Linked DNA regions of Mus musculus: regions 1, 2, 3, 4, 6 and 7 are each linked to region 5. A link is a contact called in public Hi-C, HiChIP or PLAC-seq and promoter capture Hi-C data. All regions are on one chromosome and are shown on one strand. The core of a region is the stretch at or near the end of the contact, and the rest is flanking DNA. Distances in the headings are between cores, read along the strand shown. Region 1 overlaps Tsc22d4 (TSC22 domain family, member 4). Region 2 holds the start of Orai2 (ORAI calcium release-activated calcium modulator 2). Region 3 holds the start of Polr2j (polymerase (RNA) II (DNA directed) polypeptide J). Region 4 holds the start of Prkrip1 (Prkr interacting protein 1 (IL11 inducible)). Region 5 holds the start of Trim56 (tripartite motif-containing 56). Region 6 holds the start of Agfg2 (ArfGAP with FG repeats 2). Region 7 holds the start of Sh2b2 (SH2B adaptor protein 2).

Region 1 (2,846 bases), core at 212-2,711, 640 kb before region 5:
TGAGGGAGTGTTCTAGATCATTGTGAGAGCTGTCTGGCCCCAACCCCCCGAGGACCTTCCAAGACCTCAGAGCCAATCATTGATGGCCTTGTCTCTTCTGGCCCAAGAACCGAGATAATAAAATCAACGTTGATCAAGAGCCCAGAAACTCTTTAAGCGTTCTCTGTGGATTTTGCTAGATAATTTTTACAACAGTACTTCAAGGTAAGTGTTTGGAGAGTGGATACAGGATTTGTAAAAACTGGATTTGAGGGGACTGGAGAGATGGCTCAGCCATTAAGGGCGTTTGCTGCTTTTTCCAAAGGACCAGGGTTCTAGCCCTAGCATCCACACGGTAGTTTACCACCTATAACTCCTGTTCTAGGGGATCCAACGCAATGAGGACTTGCATTTGGGTCCTCAGCACCCTACACCCCAACTCTCCAATGCTGCATGTCTGTAATTCTAGTGGGGAAGCCGAGACTGAAGGATCCCTGGGGCTTGCTGGCCAGTCAGTCTTAGCTCCATCCGTGAACACTAGGTCTACTGAGAGTCTGTCTCAGGGCTCTCAGAGGCAGATGGCCAGCCTGGTCTACAGGGAAAGTTCCTGGACAGCCAGGGCTACCCAGGGAAACAGCATCTCAAAAAAGAAAACCAACAAAAACTGTGAAAAGCAATCAAAGAAGACACCAAGTAGCTTCTGGTCTCTCCACACATGCATACACACACTGACAGGCATGTGAACACAGATACAGACCAAAGTCAGTCTTGGCTCCATAGTGAGTTCAAGACCATCATGGGCTAAATGATACCCTCTAGCTAGACAACTGAAGACTAAGGCCACGAGACCGTGGGTAAGGAGGAGGTGCTGATTACACAAGCCTCGGTTGGGAGTCAGGGCCACCCCACAGATACAGTAACAAACATTTACAATACCAGAGGTCCTAACAGGGAATGAGAGGCCAAGATAAAAGGATGGCTAGCTGGGCATCCTTAGTAAGGACAGACCCTGTCTCAGAGAAGGTGAAAGGTGAAGAGTGACACCCAGGTTTATCCTCTGGTCTCTCCATGTGGGCAATAGCACAGAGTGAACACTCGAATCACACAACAATGAACCAGGGCCAGCATACTGGTGAACGCCTGTCATCCCGGCACATAGGAGGATCAGGCCTCCGGCACCATTCTCAACTATATAGTAAGTCTGAAGCCAGGCTGGGCTACATGACACCGTTTTAACCACCACACCCTGACCCCAAAAGAAAAGACGGGGTCCAATCTGGTTGGTCGGGCCACCAAAGACTTAAAACTCTGCTAAGGCTTCCTCTCTGATCCCCAGAGACAAGACTTTCTCCTTCAAGGCTCTTAGTGCTGTTCCCTTTGCCCCCACTAGGTGGGGCCCTTCTTGGCTGCCTCAGTCGGTCTGGGAGAGAAGGAGGAGCTTGCTCACCCACTGGGCCTAGTCCTCATCCAGCCAGGGGTGGGGTAGAAGCAGAGGCAGCCTGCCAGGCCTGGCAAGGGCACCATGTGCCCTAAGAGCCTGGCCCACACCCAGCCTTAAGACAAGGGGCCCATTCAGGGCTCCTTGCCTGTCTCCAAGCAGCCACCCGGATCCAGCCCACAAGAGAGGACACACTGGGAAGCTGGAGGTGGATCCTGACACTCACCAAAGACTTCATTGTTATGGCCTCCCCTCACAGGGCCAACCACCAGCACGTGGGTAGACACCGCCCCCTACCTCTTTCCTTAGGCCAGCCTGCTAGGCCTTTCCAGGGACCAAGACCATTCCCAAGCCATTTTCTGGCATCTTCTCCAGGGTGGACCTGGGATCTTGTGTGTGTGTGTGTGTGTGTGTGTGTGTGTGTGTGTGTGTGTGTGTGTTTGTGTGCGCGAGGGCGTGCGTTGGGGACAGCATAACTACATACATAGCTAGACGCAGCAACAGCACACCAACCTCCATATTCAAGTTTCTTCAGATTTTTTTTTTAATTATAATTATTATTTTAACAACAACCTGAATCCGAGAAGTTGAAGATACTGTCCATACACCCTCCCTTGGCAGAGGAGAGGGGGCACTTGAAGAGAACGGGGTGAGGCCTGCCAGGGAACCTCCAAATCTTTCCAGGCCACCTATTGCTGAGGGGCTCCCCAGAACACTGATACCCGGGGTAGGAGGCAGGGCTGGGTTCTTCCACGGACGAGGGGCTTCAGATAAATACCCTCTCCCGAGCTGTTTCTCTTCCGGCAAGGCCTGAGGACTCTGGGGAGACCGAGCGGGATGGGACAGGCCAATATTGAGCCTTCAACTCCCATCCCTGGGCACTGGAGTTGGGCATGGGCATTAAAGCTACATAGGAAGAGGGGGCAGGCTGCCGGCACAAGGCGCAACAGCCAGTGGCAGCCCCCCAAAGGCACATTGTGAGGGAAAGAAGGCTCAGATGGAGGGCCCATTGGGTGCAGAGGGCCCGAGCCTGGGGAGCCCCGAGGATGGCAGCTGGGCCAGCTGCTCCGGGCTGGCCAGGGCGCGCAGCAATCCATTCTCCTGCTCCAATGCAGCGTTCCGCTCTGCCAGGTCTCGGATCTGCTCCTTCAGCACCTCCACCTCTTCTCGCACGGCAAACATGAGGTGGGACTTCACCAAGTCCTGGACCCCAGGGACAAACAAAACCATCAGGTCCTCCCCCCACCCCACCCCCAGGCCACTTCCAACTGCAGCGCCTAACCCAGGTGCCTCAAGGAAGCAGTTAGATACCCCTCCCCCTCTGCCCCAAGGAGGGGACAGAAGCTAAAGAGGCTAAAGGAGACACAGGGCAGCAGTCGGTCAAAAAAGGAGACACAAGACTCAGACAGGGATGGAGGTTGAGGGAAGC
Region 2 (3,185 bases), core at 35-2,534, 950 kb after region 5:
ACAGGACAGATACCATGGCTTCCTCCCTTCTAAGGAGGAAGTGAGTCAAACAACAGTAAGGGCTGTTGCCTGTGTTTGGTTAGCAAAGCGGCTCCTAGGCAGACTGGTAATTACAGTTGGCATTTCATTTTTGCCCAGGCATGCCAGATAATTGTGCTGGCGGTGGAGGAACCTCAGTGCCTGGCGCTGGAAAGTCCTACTCCAAAGCTAAGCTTCCTAATAACCGCAAGAAGCAAAAACCCCTTGTTGAAAGAGTGTCATCCATGATGCAATGGCTGGAGTTTACCAAGTGTCTCCTTCCTGTTTTCGTTTACTCAAACTTCAGCTCTGCAGGCGCCAGGCAGTTGCCTTGAGAGTGCGTGGCTCCCGCAGGTTCAGACCCTCTTATGTAGGCACACGTGGAGCCTTATGATGGCCCACGCTGTCAGGAGGGGTCAGCGCCAGGAGGGAGGAGTTGCTTTCACCTATCCTAAGTGAATTGACTTGGCAACCCAAGCGGAAACTGCTAACAGTCACATCTATACACTCCCAGTTGTCAGGAAATTTGGATACGAGTGGAATTTTTCCTTCCTTTGGGTTAATGTGTCACAGTCTGATGCTTTTGCGACAGATGGAAAAATCCTATATAGAGCGTGCAAGCAGAAGCGTACCGGGCAAATAGGGAGCACTCTGAGGGGCCACGAGGCACCCACTGGGGCGCTGAGCGTATACTTAGTGTATACTTCCTGCAGAGCCGTTCCTGTTTGAGTTTCTCAGTTGTAAAACCTCAGTGTTCGCCAGGGCATGCCTCGCCGCAGCGTCCAAACGACCCTTCTCTGCCATCCATGAGGTGCCCAGAGCTCAGCAATGAGAACATGTCCCTTGCATTGTTTGGTTCTCACAGCCTTGCTGGAACCAAGAGCCACCTACCTGCGTGACCACAGTAGAATGGTGTCACTGCACAAGCTGAGAAAACCAGGATATAGCCAGGCTGAGCCTTTCTTGCACGCCTCTACCCACTCTGCAACACTCACACCCTGTCCCCACCTCTCTATGCTGCCCACGACAGATGCTGGGTATCCCCTAGTGTCACTCGCTAGGAGCAGCGCTCTCCCACGCCTGGACCCACCCACCTGGGTCCCACGAGGATGATAGCACTTTGTGAAGTGAAGACCCCTAGATCTTGTAGGAGGGGTCGGTCCCCAACCAGCTATTCAGGTCACGTGGTCCGCGGCAGGGCCCCACGGATGGGTCACGTGACGGCGGCGCAGTGTTGCCTAGGCAGCGGCTGCGGGCGGAAAGAGGGAGGGGGCCGGTCCTCCGCCCTGGCCCGGCCGCCGGGCCACCCGGCCGCGACACAGACGCTAGCCACGAGCCGGAGCCGTGAGCTGGAGCCAAGCGCGCTGAGGGCTGGACAGTCAGGGTGAGTGCTCGGCCGCGGGTGGGCCCGTCCATCCTTGTCTGGGGGGGGGGGGTGTCTGAAGGGGAACAGGAGAGGGTCCCCTCCTAGCTAAGGGGCGCGGGGAAATTGGATCAGGGACACTGGACAGGAGGAGATGGAGCTTCTCCCTGGGCAGGCATGGCGTGGAGAGGAAGGGACAGGCTGATGAGAGGCAGAGGGATGGCCTGGTGACCCCAATCCCTTGACTTCCTTGGTAGAGTGCAGTGTCAGAAGACTTGGATCGCGCGGGGCTGCCAGCTGATTCTCGGGTCCTGCAGTCGCAGGGACTTCCCTAGAGTATAGGACAGGGATGCAGGTGGCTGCTTTTGGCAGGCCACTGCCACCTCTCAGGCGCGTGGGTGACAAGACACAGTTCCCGTGCCCCAGATGTTTAGAGGAAGTTAAAACAGGCAGACTCCATAACCTGCTGCCTGAGACAGTTTCAAACAAACCTGGCAAGAGAAATGCTCGTCTAACAGCCTTGCCGTGGGTTGGCTTTTTTTTTTTTTTTTTAATTTTTTTTGTCAGACCTAATCTTTCTGCTGCTCCTCATTTTAATAATAATAATAATTTTTTTTTTAAAAAAAAGGTTCAGTCTGCCTAGCAATCTTAGAGTTGGTGGGTGCTATCTGACAGACTTATGGGCTCCATCTTGTCTCACCGCCCCCTCTGGCCTGAGCTTGGAATTTGTAGGCCAGACTCTGCTTCTCCCCATGGGGCAAGGGTTGGACCAAGATAGGCCCTCTGAGTATAAGGAATGGACTTGTGACAGAAGCTGGTGATGCCTGCCATCCTGGCACGCAGGAGATTAGGTGAGACAGTCCCAAGTTCCAAGCCACCCTGGGCTACACAGCAAGACCCTGTCTCAAAACAAACCCAAAAATAGAAAGGGGATCAGCGGGAGCTGTGGATGGAACCCCTAGAAAATCTGCCTAGCGTGCAGGAACCCTGGGTTCTAACCCCAGCACCATGCAAAGCAGGTGTGTGATCTCAGCCCTTGCAGCATCCAGAGTTCAAAGCTATGCTTGGTTATATTTTTGGTTGGAGGCTGACCTGGCCTACATAAGGCCCTATCTAAAATAGAAGGAAGGGCCGGGCGTGGTGGCGCACACCTTTAATCCCAGCACTTGGGAGGCAGAGGCAGGCAGATTTCTGAGTTCGAGGCCAGCCTGGTCTACAAAGTGAGTTCCAGAACAGCCAGGGCTACACAGAGAAACCCTGTCTCAAAAAAACAAAACCAAACAACTAAAATAGAAGGAAGGAAGGAAGGAAGGAAGGAAGGAAGGAAGGAAGGAGCTGGGTGGTAATGACAACTTGTAGGTAGTGTGGATGGATGGATGGATCTCTGAGTTTGGGATCACTCTGGTCACAGAACAAGTTCTAGGACAGGCAGAGCTCGGAAAAATGAAAAAAAAAAGAAAGAAAAGTAAAAAGAAAGAGATAAGAAATAAAGAAGAAAGGAAAGAAAGAAAGAAAAGGAAAGAGAATGAATTTGAGCCTCCTGGACTAATACAGGGGAAGGGTGTCTCATCTCCTTATAGGACCTGCAGGCCCAACACGATTGAGCGGGAGGCAGACAGCTCTCCACACCCACCCTAACCACTCGGAGCTATTTGCATATCCTCACTCAGCTGCACACTCGGACTGGAACGCAGGGGCTTGCCTCATTGCGGTCCCCCAGAAAATCCATCTTCTTCACATCATGAATCCTTTCCTTCCTTTGATCCCCTGGGTCTGGAGTCACAGACAGTCGTTTGCTACCATG
Region 3 (2,909 bases), core at 38-2,537, 1.0 Mb after region 5:
TTAGTCTGGTTGCTTCAGATCTACTTTCAGATAGTTTGTGATTGTTCATCTCCCTTCACAGCACCACCTGTCAGCTTACAACAGACATTCAGTTAGATACCTGCCAAGCTCCATACCCCGTCACTCCCACTCCCTAGAAAACCTTGTCCTGGGTTCAAGGCTGCTCTGCCTTCTCTTCCTGTCCTGTTGTGTCAGGGTTGGGTTGGAGGAGAGCCCAAGCCCGAGCTTGTGATAAAGAGACCCTAATGGAAACGGCTCCTTAATGATCTTTTGGGGTTCACAAACGATTCCTAGCACACCTCCATACCTTTTTCCCACTGAGATAGAGACTAAGCTGACTTCCAAGAAGGGGCACACACACGAGAGAAGGGTTACACAAGAGAGAAGGGTTCGTAGCAAACTTTGAGTCATCAAAAGAGTGTATTTGGCTACCATTAAGACAATTACATAAAGCCAGAGCCGGTGGCTCAGGCCGTTAATCCCAGGTAGAAGCAGGTGGATCGCTGAGTTTGAGGCTAGTCTGGTCTGCAAAGCTCGTTCCAAGACAGTCAAGGAGGATACACAGAGAAACCCTACCTCCAAAAGACAATTAGATGCTTAATCTCTAAACCTGTAGCCACTCGAGTGCAAAGTACTTCCCCCTGCTCTCTGAATGCACACAGACCCAACTTGCGTCTGTCTTACTTTCTTAGCGCTCTCTTCCTCTGAACCCTCCTGCTTAAGCCCATATTAAAGTATCTTTAATTAAAAACCCACCAATCCTGCTTCACTAAACCGAAGAGTCCTGAAATTCTTTTTAGCGTGGAGCCACGAACCCGGGTTTGGCCTAAGTCGGGATCCCTGAAAATCTAGGAGAAACCCTCAGGTTGCTGAGGAGTGTAAGAGAGCTGTGTCTCTGTCCCTTCACAGCTGTCATCATGAACCAAGTGTCTGGAGCAAGACACTCCATGTCCCAGAGCCTCCGATTTCCCACTGCAAAATGCATGCACGCGCCAGTGCTTCGCGCCGCTGCCTGAAGCTGGGCAGACTCGCATTGAGCAGCACGGAAGACTCAAAGCAAAGCCCGCCTCCCGCCTCGGTTTCCCCAGACAGGAGCAGTGCGGCGCTCCAGCGGAGCTGACGGCCGGCAGGCTCCTATGCAACCGTCCCCGCCTCCGCCGGCCTCCACTTACTTCTTCTCGCCCTCGAAGAGCAAGAACGACTCGAAGGCCGGAGGAGCGTTCATCCTAGCGCCGCGCTCTCGCTCCCCGACACCAACCCACAGTCTCCTTCCGCCAACAGAGCCCCGAAGCGCGACCACTTCCGGATTTCTCAGCCGCAGCCAATCAGTGTAAGCACCTGGCCCCCGCCCCCTAGCGGCTCGGATGACCTAATGCAGGCGCAGGCAAGGCTGAGGGCGAGCCGTGCGCATGCGTCAGTTTAGAACCCTTGTTCGAGGCGTCCATGCTGAGTGTTTTGGCGCGTGCTCCCGCGCCCGGAGTTGAGCCACCTGTAGCTGGCTCCCCGGTACCGACTGAATGGGACTAAGAGTCTAAGTGGGCTGCTGCTGCAGGACCCCCGGGTGGGCCGACACTGGCGGACTTATGAGGCCTTCTAGATGAGGACCAGTGGAGCAAGAAGGGATGTAAAGGTTGGGGAGGAGCTTGGGGTACCAGCGCATCTTCTCTTGAGCACACAGGTAACTAAAAACACGATGAAAGCTTTGCACCTCGCCATTTTTCAGCGGTCTCTGTAGCAATCTTTTATTTTTCCTATTTTTAAAGATTTTTATTTGCATATCTTGTATGGGCACGTATATGCAGGTGCCTTTGGAGACCAGAAGAGGGTTGGGTCACCTGGAGCTGGAGTTACAGGTGGTTGTGAGCCCCCCCTGCCCCAGTGGGTGCTGGGAACCGAACTCCAGTCCCCTGCAGGAGCAGTAAGACCCTTAACTGCTGAGCCATTTCTCCAGCCTCCCTGATGGCTCATCTTGTCAACCGGATGAAATTTAGAATCATCCTAGAAACAAACCCCTAGGAGGGGCCAGCAAGACAGCCCAGTGGGCAAGGGGGAGTGTGACCAAATCTGATTACCTAAATTCAGTCCCCAGAACCCACGTGGTGGTAGAGAACAGACTTCTCCGACCTCCCTTCACGGTATGCATTTACACATGTGTGCACTCACAATAGAGAATAATAATCATAACCATAATAAAGAACGTTTGGTTGTCTTTGGGATTCTAGACAGATTTGACTGAGGAAGACAGACGTGTATGGCATCATCCTAGAGGCTCAGGAGTCAGACTACAGCTTCCTGGCGCAGATGCAGTGTGCTTGGCTGCCTGGGAATCCTGTTGCTATGACATCTGCATTGTATACCCTTCCTTAAGATGCTTCTGGTTGGTTGTTTTTTTGTTTTTTTTTTTTGGGGGGGGGGTTCGAGACAGGGTTTCTCTGTGTAGCCCTGGCTGTCCTGGAGCTCACTTTGTAGACCAGGCTGGCCTCAAACTCAGAAATCCGACTGCCTCTGCCTCCCGAGTGCTGGGATTAAAGGCATGGACCACCACGCCTGGCTGCTTCTGGTTGTTGTTGTCTTGGTTTTGTTTGTTTTTCAAGACAAGTGTTTCTCTGTGCAACCCTGGCAGTCCTGAAACTTGCTCTGTAGATCAAGCTGGCATCGAACTCAGAAAGCTGCCTGCCTCCATCTCCAAGAGTGCTGGCATTAAAGGCGTAAGCCAGCAGCACCAGGACTTCTGTTCAGTTTTCAGACACAACAACAAGAACAGTAACTAATACAGACTCAGTCTCCCAAGCGTTGGAGCCACAGGCATGAGCCATCCTGTCCATTGGTATCTGAGTGCTGAAGCACCACTGGGTGATGGAAGTGTCACAGGAATCAAGCGAAGACGATGATGTCAGGTCCTGGAAGGC
Region 4 (3,077 bases), core at 255-2,754, 920 kb after region 5:
TTCTTTTTTTCCAGACAGTGTTTCTCTGTGTAGCCCTGGCTGTCCTGGAACTCACTCTGTAGACCAGGCTGGCCTCAAACTCAGAAATCTGCCTGCCTCTGCCTCCGGAGTGCTGGGAGTAAAGGCGTGTGCCACCACTGCCCGGCCTTCCTTCCAGTTTTAATGAAGCTCCTCTCCAGGTTCCAAAGGGAAGCCTCTTGCTCCCTTTAAGGCCCCACCACGTTCAGAGATCCATATACTGTACTGTCTATTGTTCTCCCTCCATCTCCAGCAACAGTCAGCTTTGAGGCCCTTTCATTCTAATAAGCTTCTTCTAATAAAGGACTTGTTTCAGTTTCCTTGCCTACAAGATGTTACTGTTACCATCTTGGGTTTTTGTTGTTGCTTGTTTTGTTGTTGCTTGTTTTTTTGTTGTTTGTTTTTTGAGACTGGCTTTCTCTGTGTAGTTCTGGCTGTCCTGGAACTCTCTCTCTACAGACCAGGATGGCCTTGAACTCAGGGATCCATCTGCCTGTAACTCCCTGGGTGCTGAGATTACAGGCCTGCACCACCACTGCTGGCTCTTAACATCTTTTACTATAGGGAGCTACTTCAGTGCCTCACGCATGGTCAACAAAACACTCCACCACCAGAAGGCCGCAGTTCCATCATTCTCCATTACTTTCACCTTCAAGTGAAAGACTTGAAGTTAATTCCTCGTCAGGTAGATTGGAATGGCAACTTCCTTTATTCTAAAACAGACTCACATACTCAGGCTCGACTGGTGGCGCTGTACTTTCAGCGTGGCCAAGGAGATCGGGTCTGTCTTAAGAGTTCAGTTACAAAGGAGATTATAAGATTATTATAGGAATCGGGGTGTGAGAGGCTGGCGGATCTCCGAGAGTTCGAAGACAGCCTGGTCTACAAACCAAGTTCCAGGACAGAGATATACAGAGAAACTCTGTGTTGAAAAACAAGACAAACAAACAAAAAAACAAAAAAAAAAAAAAAAAAAAAAAAAAAAAGGAAAGGAAAGGAAGGAAGGAAAAGAGGGAGGGAAGGAGACGATATGGAGAGGGCGGAGAAGGGGAGAGAAGAGGAGGAGGAGGAAGAGAGAGTGGGGTAGGGAGAAAGTAGAATAGATAAAAAAGAAACGGAAAAAAAAGACAAAGCCCAGGAGCGAGCGAAACTGGGAGGGACGTGCCAAGAGTCCCAGAGCAAGCTGTGCGAAGTCCTTGGGGACCTGAGACGTCGCCTGGGGCCAGCCCACTCATCATCACTAAAGGCCGTCTCTTCCTCTCCGGATGTGAGAATCAGGCAGCCCTGATTTGTTTTGAAACAGGAAATGAAATTAAAGTGCTATGATCAAAATAAACCACACTGACCTCGCGTTCATGAATATTCAAGCAAGCTGCTTAGGACTGCCTCGTACCTCCGAGGAGAGAGTGCGCATGCGCCTCAGGAGAGCGCCCCTCCCCCCGGGGGTTTGAGAGTGCGCGTGCGCGGTTGGCGCGCTCTTCTGTCGTCATCAATACGAGCGGCCGCCGGCAGCTTTCGTAAAGGAGTAGGAGAGCGGCTATGGCGAGTCCTGCTGCCGCTTCTGTGAGACCGCCCAGGCCCAAGAAAGAGCCGCAGACGCTGGTCATCCCCAAGAATGCGGCCGAGGAGCAGAAGCTCAAGCTGGAGCGGCTCATGAAGAACCCGGTGAGTGGAAGTGGGCCGAGGCGCAGTCCCTTCACCCCGCCGCCAGACCGAGCAAGGCTACATTCAGTCCCCCTAGAGCAACCCTGGGGCGGAGAGGGCGGCCCCGTGGAGGGAGCCTCGCTCCTGTTCTTGTCCTACAGCGTAGCTGCACGAAGGCGCTGCCCAGCCCTCCACACCCTCCTTTTTCTTAGTTTGCTGTTTGCGGTATCATGGCGTTGCTCGTGCTGTCCACGTTCCGTACCGAATCGGCTTTGTAAGATAGGCAGACCTCGCATCCGGGCTCCTCGCATCCCGGCTCCTCTTACCTTATCTTCCCTACGAGCTGGGATGACAGCCCTGCGCTACTATTCAGTATTGCTTCACAGCCCTTTCTATTTTAATATATGAACCAAAGCGGTGGGAGCTGGGTATGGTGGTGCACACCTGCTATCCCAGCACTCTGGTGGCTGACCCCAGAAGTTTGCTACAAATTCGAGGCGAGCGTGGTCTACGTAGTGAGTTTCAGATCAGCTAGACAGTGAGACCTATCTCAGAAACCAACAAAACCCAGAATCGATGTCTTAGCAAAAGTGTACAACTCCAAATAGCAGCCATTATTAAAGAAGCATTGGACGCCAAATTTGGACCACATCACTCTTTACCTCTTCAATGGGCCTCGTAAAACAGACAGCTCATATCTTTGACTAGAAGAGGTTGGCTCGTCTCTTAGTGACGTAGATTCCAGACTTGTTTAGCGCAGGAGAACTTTGGCCCACGTTAGACCCCATGGTGTAGTGGATGAAGTAAGGCCAGGGCAGCAGAACTACACTCAGTCAGCTCCAGATTTGAGAAGCGTGCTCAGTTGAGATCGTCAAACGGGATGTACCTTCCTCAGCAAGTGTATGTTCATAGATGCTTTTCTGTTTAACTGTTCCAGGACAAAGCAGTTCCAATTCCAGAGAAAATGAATGAATGGGCTCCTCGAGCGCCTCCAGAATTTGTCCGAGATGTCATGGGTAATGTCTCTTATGGGTGTCAGGGGTTTATAGTTTTTGTTTTGTTTTTTTTTTAAAGATTTATTTATTATATGTAAGTACACTGTCGCTGTCTTCAGACACTCCAGAAGAGAGAGTCAGATCTTGTTAAGGATGGTTGTGAGCCACCATGTGGTTGCTGGGATTTGAACTCCGGACCTTTGGAAAAGCAGTCGGGTGCTCTTACCCACTGAGCTATCTCACCAGCCCCGGGTTTATAGTTTTTAAGGGGAAATATGAAACACTATTTTCTTTTCTTGTCAACTAGATCTTTGATAGGAAAATTAGTCTGGGGCTGGAGAGGTGGCTAAGTGGTTAGGAACACTGCTCTTCCATAGGTCCTGAGTTCAATTCCCAGCAACCACATAGTGGCTCACAACC
Region 5 (2,918 bases), core at 260-2,759:
AGCTATTTTAATGCTGTTATTTGGAATCTCTCAAGTCGGCAACCTTCACAGCAAAGGAATTCACTCTGCTGGAATTCCTGCTTTTCCGCTGGCAAGAGGTGTTACCAGGCTTGAGAGCGAGGGACTCTGGTGTCCCCTGTTCCAAAGCCCACATCCTTTTCTGTTTGTTGAAACAAGGTCTCACATGTCTCAGGCTGGCTGGAACTCGCTATATGTTGAAGATGACCTCAAACTCCAGATCTTCCAGCCTCTGCCTCCCAAGTGCTGGGGTTATGCCTAGTTTATTAGGTGCTGTGGGTGTAATCCAGGGCCTCGGGCATACCAGGCGAGCTTTCTACCACTGTAAGCCATTGAGCCATATGGGGGTGAGTCCACCCCAGTGCAACCTTAATCTCTCTTGTCTTTCTGTGCTGTCTGGTTTTTCCAGGCCTTCCCCTTGGAATTGTACTTTTTTTTCTAGGCTAAAAAAAAAAAAAAAAAAAAAAAAATTTCCAAAGATGGAGGTGGTGGTACACACCTGAAATACCAACACTCAAGAGGCTGGGGCAGAAGGATCTTGAAGCTAGCCTGGGCTAAATAACGAGACTTTGTCTAAATATATACATAAGAAAAAAAAAACACCCAAAGTACATTTTTTTTTCTGAATATGTTGCTTTTACACCAGCATGAAGCAAAAATTTGGGGGAGAGAATAAAAGGGTAGGGAGATCGACAAGGTGAACCATGTTAGGTCTGCTACCACCCCAATGACTTCCTGTCCTCATTTTGATTGACTACCTGGTTTGTGGCATCCAACAATGTTAGTCAATTCCTCCCTCTACAACGTCTGTTGTCTTCCACGGTTCACACGGTCCCCTGTGATTCTTTCAAGCTTCACAGGCCTTAAACTTGCCAAGTATCTGAGGCTAGCTAGCATGGAACCTCTGGTCTTCCTGCCTCCAGCTCCCAGCGCAGGGATTACAGCTGTGGCCCACCACCGAAGGCTGAGGATTTCGGATGTCATTTCTCTGTCCCTGCACACCTGTTGCTCTCAGAACGCTCTTGCCCCGGGAAAGCCCCCAAATGCTCCGAGACCTCCTCAAACACATCTCTAGACAGCCTCCTCCAGAAAGACTGCGCTAAGCTCTGGAAATGTTCTTATCTGGGGCTCACAGCTTCAACGGTTAGCAAAGGACCCACGAGGAGCCTCGCCCACTGGCCCAATCGCTCATCTGTCATTCCTTGCCACACATAAACATCCTGACCCGATAAACATGCTCAGAGAATAGATTCTGGGGCAGTGTCTTGTTTGCAACACACACACAAGCTGACAGCTTGAGCCTGGGGCTACCAGTCGCCCTAACCTGTAGCCCCCAGACCTTCCTGCTGGAGTCGGGTCTGGCCTTATTGCCCCGGCCAGAGGGGAGGGAGGGTTCCAGGGTGGAGTGGTGAGGAAGGCGGGGCTTGCGCCCCAGAGTAGTTGTCCCGGGCCGGGGACGGAAGTTGCACCACCACAGTACGATTACTTTCAGTTTTGTTTCTCTTGCAGGTAGTCAACTGCTGGCGGTAGCGGGATTTCGGGGCTCCCCGGTCCTGCTGGGAGAGTCCAGGATCAGCTGTGGCTGGGTAAGGAGAGCCCGGGAAGGCGGATGGGGTTAAGAGCCAGCACCCAGAAAGACTAGCCTGGGGGGAGGGGAGGGAGGAAAGGGGAAGTGAGAAAGCCCGGGAGAGGGAAAGGAAGGGAGGGGAGAGAGGGCAGAGGGGACCTGAGAAGCTTGGGAGGACAAGCTTGGAGCCAGGCCCTGTCCCTCAGCCTCCCACCTCCCACCTTGTGTCCTGAATCCTACACTCACTGAGTGTAGACAACCGCACCCCCACCCCCCACTCCGAGTTTGTTTGTTTTTTTTTCCTCCCAACACTGGGGAAAAAGAAAAGTGATCGCTCTCATTCTCTCTCTCAAGGCTAGATCTCTCTGTAGGGCAAGCTCAACCAGAACTCACTATTGTAGCCCCAGGCTGTCCTGAAACTCACTTTTAAACCCAGGCTAGCCTCAAATTTGTGGCAAGCTTCCTGTCTCGGGCTCCAGCTTTCTTTATTAAGTCGCCACCGTGCTGGGGACTTACAGTACCTTCCCTCCAGGGGATTCTAGAATGAGTTTGGTAGGAATGGTAAAATTAGAGGACTCCAGGAGTCAGGCCAGATCTACATGACCCCCAGGTCCAGGAAAAGGAAGGAGATGAACTTTTTCTCCCTGAGCCTTCATCTTGATCTGTTGTTATTTTCAAAGCTAGATGGGGCAGGAAGTAGGGCCCCTTCCACCCTCCCAGGACACCCTCCCAGACAGATGGATGGACAAAGACTGCGGGACCCTGTCCAACATCGAAAAGCACAGTGCTCGCATGCCCCTGACCTGTGTGTCCTTCCTGGCTGCCCCTTGAGTCCTAGCACCCACTGATAACAGGACCCATGGCAAGGTGAACGTGGTGGTGCTTGCCTGTGATGTGAGCACGCAGGAGACTGAGGCAGGAGGAGCACAAGCTTGGAGCTAGACCCAGGAGCAGGGCTGCCTAGCTCACAAGAAGCCCTAGGTTGCTTCTCCAGTGCTACATAAACTTCCCAGGGCTCCGGAAGTGGAGGCAGGAAGTTCAGAAGGTCAAGGTCATCCTGGGCTACTTGGCCAAGTTTGAGGCCAGCCTGGGCTACATGAGACGGGAAGGGCTTGGGCTACACCTACCTTTGGCCCTTGACCTGGTATGTTACTAATTAGAGTATTCTATCTCTGAGGCCTGGGGGCTACCTGGTCTCATCTTTCCCACAGGCTCAGCACTTCCTACAGCCGGTCGCATGTTTACGTTTGGTGAGTGTCTGTAAAGAGAACAAAGTGGAAGAAAAAAACCCTTCCCCTGGTATCTAGTGCCTCCCACAAGCCAGAACGTACCA
Region 6 (3,235 bases), core at 581-3,080, 570 kb before region 5:
CAGCGTGGGAACTGGGAACTAAGCTTGGATCCTTTGGAAGAGCAGCAAATGCTCCTAATTGCTGAGACATCTCTTCAGCTCCCACTGCAACATGCTGAAAAAAAAAAAAGTTTGCTTTCTACCTCCCACCCCCTATTGCTTGGGTTCTGTAGACTTAACTCCCCAAGGGCGAAGGGCCTTTTTCTTACCAGGAAAGCCACCAAGCCCTCCCCACCAGGCCACAGGAGCAATAGCAGAAGAGGGAGTCCCCGGGCTGCCTGTGCTCTTGCTGATTATGAGGGGAAATAGGGTTGTCACTCTCTGATATGGCCTGGGTGGAGTAGAGACAGGAGGAGGAAGCGCACCCTCTGGTTGCTCTTGCAGACCACACCCTGTAGCAAAAGACAGACTGGAAGCTATCAGAGTCTAGTGGTCACCCCAATTCCTGCCCATTTATTCACTTGTGGTGGGTAACATTTTAAGGGGTGAAGAAATAACCACTGGCTAAAGAGAAGCTGTGCAAGAAATGGCCAGCACAGGGAAATGCTGAACGCTGAACTCTGAAAATGTACAAGAGGCTTTTTTTTTGGTGGGGGTGGGGTGGGGGACAGGATTTCACTGTGTAATCCCCTGGAACTCACTACATAGACCAGGCTGGCCTAAAACTCACAGCGATCCACCTGCTTGGAATCCAAGGCATGCAGCCATGGTTTACATGAAGCAAAATGGTTCCTTTGCATGTGTACATGGGGACTTGGCATCACCACAGCTCAGGGGGAAGTACACTTGCAGCTATGACAACAATTAAGCAACCTCATCTAGCCCATGGGCTCCTGGGTACCAATAACTCAGAAACCTATCTCTCATCTGCCCGCATCCCATTGGCATGTCTGAAACCAAAGTCCTGACTTATGGTTGCCAGCATCCCTAAACCTGCTTATTCTCAGCCTTTCCTTTTCCAGGCAGTGACCGAGGATGACTCTGAAGTACCGCTACTGCTACCCCCACTTCCCAAATGCTGGAATTACTGGCCTGTGCCACCGCGCTGAGTTGTATGCAGTGCTGGGGGCTTGAACCTCGCGCTTAGTGCACTCTACCAGCTGAGATACATCCCTGGCCACGGAGCAGAGCTTTTAAAATCAAAAGACTCAGATTCAAATTCTGACTGAGCCACAAACCAGTTCTGTGATCCACTTCAACATGTTTTCTTGAATATTTTTTACATGCATTTATTTATTTGTGTGTGTGTGTGTGTGTGTGTGTGTGTGTGTACTCATGGAAATCAGAAGGCAGCTAGCTTATAGGAGTCGGTTTTCTTACAGGAGTGGGAATGAAGGTTAGTGGCAAACGCCGTTCATCCCTTCTGCATCCTACCTCAGGTTTTTAACTTGACTCTAAAGTGGGGGCTCTTTCTATGACTTGGATAAATAAAGTATCTTTTACAAAGCACTCCCCTTCTCTGTCTTTCCCTTTCTCCTCCAGCTCATCCTAGGGCAATTTCTTTCCGATTTTCTTGTCTCCTGGCTCAGCCTGGAACGAGCCTTTGAAATTTGGCGGGAATTAGTATCAATCCGGAGGATGAGCACTACGCACGCGCCGAACACCTCCTTTCTCTCGCACGCTAATTTTGCAACCTTAACAACCAATCAGAGTCAGCATAGGAGTCCGTGGCGAGAGGGGGCGGGGACAAGGAGGAGGGCACGCATTGTACTTGCAAGGTGGGGGTCTTTGTGAACCAATGGAAAAGACAGAAGGCCGGGTGGCAGTGGGGCGTGGTTCTGAAGGCTCCAGCAACCGGAGGCCGTCTCGAATCGAACCAATTAAAGCAAGGAGGTGGGGGGAGACTAGCCAATCAGCGTGCCGAACAGGACGAGGAAGGGGGCGGCAGAGTCTCTCGCGGTCGTGGTCGGGGCTGCAGGAGCTGGTGTCAGGGTTGCCGGGCGTGCGAAGGCGGCGGAGGCGGGAAAGGCAGCGAGCGGTTAAAGGGGAGCGACCGCTGACTTGCAGAGGAACCTGGAGGAGAGATGGTGATGGCGGCTAAGAAGGGCCCGGGCCCGGGTGGCGGGGTCGGAGGGAGCAAAGCGGAGGCTGAAGCCGCTTCGGAGGTGTGGTGCCGCCGAGTGCGGGAGCTGGGCGGCTGCAGCCAGGCCGGGAACCGCCACTGTTTCGAGTGCGCCCAGCGCGGGGTCACGTATGTGGACATCACCGTGGGCAGCTTCGTCTGCACCACCTGCTCCGGCCTCCTGTGAGTGGATCCGGGGGGGGGGGGGGGAACTGGGTTTGGTTCGGGTGAAGTGAGTCTGCAGGAGCTCGGGGCGATCCAGGAGGTCAGAGGGGTAGCCCCGGCATTGGATGTGGCGGTGGAAGGTCGCCTGCTGCAGAGGTGTGTCGTGGGGGAAAGGGAAAAAGCGCAGGGGGACAGAAGACGGGAGTGGAGTCGCGCTGCAGAGGGAGGGTGGGGGCTGTAGAAGGACACGAGGAGAGGATTGGAGAAACTCCCTGGGGGAGGCGAAGGCGAATTGCAGGTGGGGAGAGAGAAAGTGTGGAGGGACTGGGGTGGGGTGGGGGAGGGACTTAAAGGGCCAGAAATTGACATAGACCTTTAAAGGGAACTTTAGCTGGGGTTGCATTGTATCTCAGTTGGTAGAGTGCTTGCCTAGCACGCTCGGCGCCCTGAGTTTCCATCCACAGCACTGCATAAAACCCGAGTAGTGTGGTACACGCCTGTAATCCCAACACTGAGGGGGAGGTGATCAGGAGTTCAAGGCCAACCATGAGACCCTTGCCGCTCCACCAGGAGGGGAGCGGAGGGGAACGGGGTGGAAGGAGAAGGGAAAGAAATAGGGAAGTCGAGCCTAAGACAAAAGTACCCTAGAAGGGAATGGAAAATGCTCCACGCATTAGCCCAGGCTGACAGCCTAGAGTGGCAGGTATGAAGCCAGGGATCAGGTGCAGATCCTAATCTTTCAGGCTCTGGAATGCTAGCTAGAGGGTAGATGACTTACGAAATATACTAAGGGCAGAGAGCCAAAGGGTTATCCTGGCGGACAGCTTAGCTTTCCCGAAGAGATGAGGATCAGAATGGCATATTCTTTTCTTTTCCCCATTTCGTCCTCTGCCCCCGTTAAAGTTGCATTTGATTTCTTTACTTTGCACTGTAGGGACATGTAGGTTCCATGGCTTGTGTGGTTATCAGAGAATAACTTGTAGGAATCAGCAATTTCCTTCCACTACGTGTGGGGCCTGGGGATCAAAC
Region 7 (3,119 bases), core at 415-2,914, 870 kb after region 5:
GGGTTAGACTCACTCCTCACTTCCTCCTCTGAGAGATCAGAACCATTGTCTTATTCTGGGTTTCCCATCCCAGAATCCTCGCCAGTCACTGACAGCTCACCATTGAATTTAAGCCACAACTTAGATCCAGGTAAGTCCTCTTTCATGTCCCCAGCATCCCATCTCCCTAAGCAGTGGGGACAGTGGGTTCTATAGCCAGACCACCCAGGGGTTCAGTTTCTCTCTCACCCCTATACTACCCTTCCTGACTGGGAACCTCCTGGTTCACAGCCACATGAGTTCAATCAATGGCTGGATTCCAGCCTAAACTTTCATTAAGTGTTTGCTGGCCAGGTCTAGAGACAGGGCAGCTGCTGGTCCCTGTGTGGCTGAGAAGAAACAGGTACCCAGGCAGGCCTCAACAGAGGTCTGGCTGGTTTCGGTGGCCCCCAGCAAGTTCCCATGTGCTCAGCACACCCCATCTCTCCAATGTCAGCCCAGTTCCCCCAGCCCCATGCCACCCCTGCTGCTTCCTGGAAAATAATCAGTGAATCTGATTTCCTGTGAGTGAAAGGACTTTACAAAGGTCAGAGGCCACCCCGTGTGGGAGGAGGGCAGCAGATGGAGGCACTCCAGGCAGATCACAGCCTGAGGTCAACACAGACAGAAGTCTCCCTGAAATGGGGAGCAAGGAGGAGAGGAGAGCAGGCCCAAGGGACCATATCCACTGCAGAAGCCACAGGCCTCACCTCTGAGCATCCCCTCACACACCTGTGGGGTTTTGTCGTTTTTTTCGTTTTTTGGCTTTTTGAGACAGTATGTACCCTAGGCTGGTCTCAAACTATTGCTTCCCTCCTCCGTCCGAAGCGCGTTGGGATTATGGGCATGTGTCAACCCCATCTGACTCCTCCCCGCGCCTCTAGTCACCAGGTTATTCCATCTCCTCTGGTCTCTTTACCCCTCGGGATGCCCTAGAGCGCCACCAGAGAAGTCAGGCCAGGCAATACCTAGTTCTGGTTCTGTCGCCAACCCAGAGTGAGGACTTCGCAGAATCCTGGACGACCTCAGACACCTCTCCTGGTGGGACCAGAGTAAAGCTGAGTGGGGAGGACCTGTGTGTAGGAGCTCTTCCCCAGATCCGAAATCCTGGGCGGTTTCCCGCACCCCGAGGGCAGGAGGAAGACAGGGGGCGTGGCTCTGGGCTCCTGGATGTTGAGAACCAGACAGACATTTCCTTGGTTGCGACATCTGGACCTCCTCGAGGCTTCCATTGTCCTCTGGCGGAGGGTCGGCCTACAGCGCCCGCCCCTGTCTGACTCTCAGTAACCCAGAGACATTTATAGGGTGTCCACGCCCGGGGTGACCCATCACGTAGAACATCCTCCAATCCTGCCCTTGGGGGCCACCACCCTGGGCTTCGGGAGACGCTCCCACACGAGAGGGATTCCTTCGACTGGCAACGAGACCTGGGCACCCGGGTCTTTCTGCTCAGCCACTGTCCGGAGGAAGACAGAGCGGTTAGCCGGCGCCACTGGGGCTCCGGAGAGAGAGCCGGGGTTGGGGGTTGGGGAAGGACTTGGGAGCGTGGCTAGTGGCTCGCGCCGCGTGGGCGGGGGGTGCGGCAAAGGAGGGGCCTGAAGCGGGGGGGCGTGTTGGGGCGGGGCTAGTGGTGGGGCGGGGCCCAGAGGCGCGCGCTGCTCAGGCAAGGAGGAGGGCCAGGGGCGCGCGGCGCGCGAGTCTGGGATCGGAGCGCGCGGAGCTCGGGAGCCTGAAGAGGGAGAGAACCTCAAGGGGGCCGCACCAGGACCGCCAAGACCGCCTCGCAAGCTGCAGGCCAGGGAAGCGGGAGCCACCCCCGCTGCCGCCGCCACCGGCCACCAAGGGCGGAGCTACGGCCCGGAGGGCCATGCGCCACCGGGTCCGGGGATCCCAGCCGCGGTCCGGGCAGCGCTCCTCCGGCGCCCCAGCCCGCGCGGCCGAAGCTGCGCGCCTGTAGGTACGGCCTGCTTGTTCTCAGCTCCCTGTCCCCACGGTCCTTTACTCTACCCGGTGCCCAGCTGTCCCCGAGGGTGTGTGTGTGTGTGTGTGTGTGTGTGTGTGTGTGTGTGTGTGTGATGAGGTGTGTGGTGTGTGCTCACCGCCTCCCCGGGAAGCGCGGTCGCACGCGCCCGGGTCCGAGCGTGTCTTTGTGTGCACCGGTGGGAGGGAGGAGGACGCGCGACAGAGGGGGATGAACCCCTCTGGGATCGGATCCTAGACCCACTGCCCAGGAGAAGTGGAGAGTAACGGGAAGCTGAGGTGGGAGAAAGAAGCCACCTCTGGAGCAGCTGAGCCCCTTTCCCCTCATCAGACCCTGGCTGGTTGGAGGGGCGAGCGCAGCTGGTCCTCTACAGGAAGGGATCCGATGCTGGGGGGAGGGGACGTTCAGGTCTCTTCCAGGGTCTGGGAGGAGGTGGGTCAACACAGCATGAGGGTGATGGCTACACGCTGGGGTCTCGCTGGGCCACAGTGACCCCGTGGGGACACTCTCTTTCCGGCCCAGGCCCTCTTTCCCACGGCCACTATTCGTGACCCGCCCACTCTGGAGCTCCGGAGCAGCCCCGGGTTTGAGAGGAGGATCGCCGAGGGTGACAGGCCGGCGCCTTTAAGAAGGGGCGGGTTAGTGCCCTCCATTCAGCCCCTTCGGCCTAGGCCATTGATGAACCTGTGAGCTGCGCGTGTAGGAAACGCGCCAGGGCTGCGGGCCGGAGCCAGGCAGAGGCTGGGACGCGCCAGGGCTTTCCTACCCTTCCACCCTCGCATAGAGTCCCTCAGTGGAGTCTTTGAGGTCAGAAGTCTGCAGTGATCGGACAGTCGCAGGGTATCCCCCAAAGAGGCTGTGAACGTGGGTAAACCAGAGTCTAGTTCACCAGAGGTGATGTAGGGGGTGGGGCTGTCAGACCAGTGTTGAGCTTCATCTCTGCCCCTTTGTGGAATTTTTAAAAATTTTTGCTTGTTTATTTATGAGTGTGTGTGTGTGTGTGTGTGTGTGTGTGTGTGTGTGTGTGAGTGTGTGAGGACAACTTTCGAGAGTCAGTTCTTTCTTTACATGGGTTCTGGGGACCGAACTCAGGTCATCAGGCTTGGCGCACGTCTTGTTA

Evidence for each region. Promoter capture Hi-C pulls out the DNA fragments that hold promoters and counts their contacts. Hi-C and Micro-C count contacts between places; a contact is called where the count stands out from the background. HiChIP or PLAC-seq counts read pairs in DNA pulled down with a chosen protein or histone mark.
Region 1: a contact with region 5 is called in a promoter capture Hi-C map of embryonic stem cells, with 3 times the contacts expected there. The contact joins the enhancer-like site here to the promoter of Trim56 in region 5. A contact is called at or near these places in 13 of 39 promoter capture datasets (the 3T3-L1 cell line, 3T3-L1-derived adipocytes, the C10 cell line and 7 more), 3 of 15 datasets of contacts at CTCF or cohesin (embryonic stem cells, large pre-B cells and pro-B cells), 9 of 484 Hi-C or Micro-C datasets (B cells, the Ba/F3 cell line, the G1E-ER4 cell line and 3 more), 3 of 115 datasets of contacts at active chromatin or transcription factors (acute myeloid leukemia, astrocytes and large pre-B cells) and 1 of 9 other capture datasets (adipose tissue).
Region 2: a contact with region 5 is called in an H3K27ac HiChIP or PLAC-seq map of large pre-B cells, with 5 times the contacts expected there. The contact joins the promoter of Orai2 here to the promoter of Trim56 in region 5. A contact is called at or near these places in 6 of 39 promoter capture datasets (the C10 cell line, hippocampal neurons, liver and 1 more) and 2 of 115 datasets of contacts at active chromatin or transcription factors (large pre-B cells and memory CD8 T cells).
Region 3: a promoter capture Hi-C map of liver shows a contact between it and region 5, with 2.1 times the contacts expected there. The contact joins the promoter of Polr2j here to the promoter of Trim56 in region 5. A contact is called at or near these places in 3 of 39 promoter capture datasets (hippocampal neurons, liver and pre-B cells) and 1 of 115 datasets of contacts at active chromatin or transcription factors (pancreatic cancer cells).
Region 4: a Hi-C map of embryonic stem cells shows a contact between it and region 5, with 3 times the contacts expected there. The contact joins the promoter of Prkrip1 here to the promoter of Trim56 in region 5. A contact is called at or near these places in 2 of 39 promoter capture datasets (embryonic stem cells and hippocampal neurons), 1 of 484 Hi-C or Micro-C datasets (embryonic stem cells) and 1 of 115 datasets of contacts at active chromatin or transcription factors (memory CD8 T cells).
Region 6: a promoter capture Hi-C map of pre-B cells shows a contact between it and region 5, with 3 times the contacts expected there. The contact joins the promoter of Agfg2 here to the promoter of Trim56 in region 5. A contact is called at or near these places in 2 of 39 promoter capture datasets (embryonic stem cells and pre-B cells) and 3 of 115 datasets of contacts at active chromatin or transcription factors (the 230-238 cell line, large pre-B cells and pancreatic cancer cells).
Region 7: an H3K27ac HiChIP or PLAC-seq map of large pre-B cells shows a contact between it and region 5, with 5 times the contacts expected there. The contact joins the promoter of Sh2b2 here to the promoter of Trim56 in region 5. A contact is called at or near these places in 2 of 39 promoter capture datasets (liver and pre-B cells) and 1 of 115 datasets of contacts at active chromatin or transcription factors (large pre-B cells).

The regions. Positions count from the first base shown.
Region 1 is chr5:137,758,841-137,761,686 of GRCm38.p6, reverse strand. Tsc22d4 (TSC22 domain family, member 4) reads right to left here. Exons shown (of 5, transcript NM_023910.6): 5 at 1,940-2,620. The coding sequence ends at 2,411. Among named protein-coding and RNA genes, the nearest start is that of Tsc22d4, 14 kb to the right of the region's middle. Within about 2 kb of position 1,461, at least 180 of the 459 cell types and tissues checked have an H3K27ac peak or open chromatin away from gene starts, as enhancers often do. A contact at or near this core is called in B cells, adipose tissue, astrocytes and 3 more, where this site is marked.
Region 2 is chr5:136,168,755-136,171,939 of GRCm38.p6, reverse strand. Orai2 (ORAI calcium release-activated calcium modulator 2) reads left to right here and starts at 1,284. Exons shown (of 3, transcript NM_178751.3): 1 at 1,284-1,402.
Region 3 is chr5:136,115,069-136,117,977 of GRCm38.p6, reverse strand. Polr2j (polymerase (RNA) II (DNA directed) polypeptide J) reads right to left here and starts at 1,287. Exons shown (of 4, transcript NM_011293.2): 1 at 1,173-1,287. The coding sequence starts at 1,225.
Region 4 is chr5:136,197,381-136,200,457 of GRCm38.p6, reverse strand. Prkrip1 (Prkr interacting protein 1 (IL11 inducible)) reads left to right here and starts at 1,504. Exons shown (of 6, transcript NM_025774.3): 1 at 1,504-1,683; 2 at 2,600-2,678. The coding sequence starts at 1,558.
Region 5 is chr5:137,114,798-137,117,715 of GRCm38.p6, reverse strand. It overlaps Trim56 (tripartite motif-containing 56), which reads left to right and starts at 1,509. Exons shown (of 3, transcript NM_201373.4): 1 at 1,509-1,604; 2 at 2,763-2,918.
Region 6 is chr5:137,683,348-137,686,582 of GRCm38.p6, reverse strand. Agfg2 (ArfGAP with FG repeats 2) reads left to right here and starts at 1,830. Exons shown (of 12, transcript NM_178162.3): 1 at 1,830-2,224. The coding sequence starts at 2,004. Gm15498 (a long non-coding RNA gene) reads left to right here. Exons shown (of 2, transcript XR_003956003.1): 2 at 942-1,198.
Region 7 is chr5:136,243,485-136,246,603 of GRCm38.p6, reverse strand. Sh2b2 (SH2B adaptor protein 2) reads left to right here and starts at 1,664. Exons shown (of 9, transcript NM_018825.4): 1 at 1,664-1,975. It overlaps Gm30408 (a long non-coding RNA gene), which reads right to left and starts at 1,169. Exons shown (of 4, transcript XR_868600.2): 1 at 987-1,169.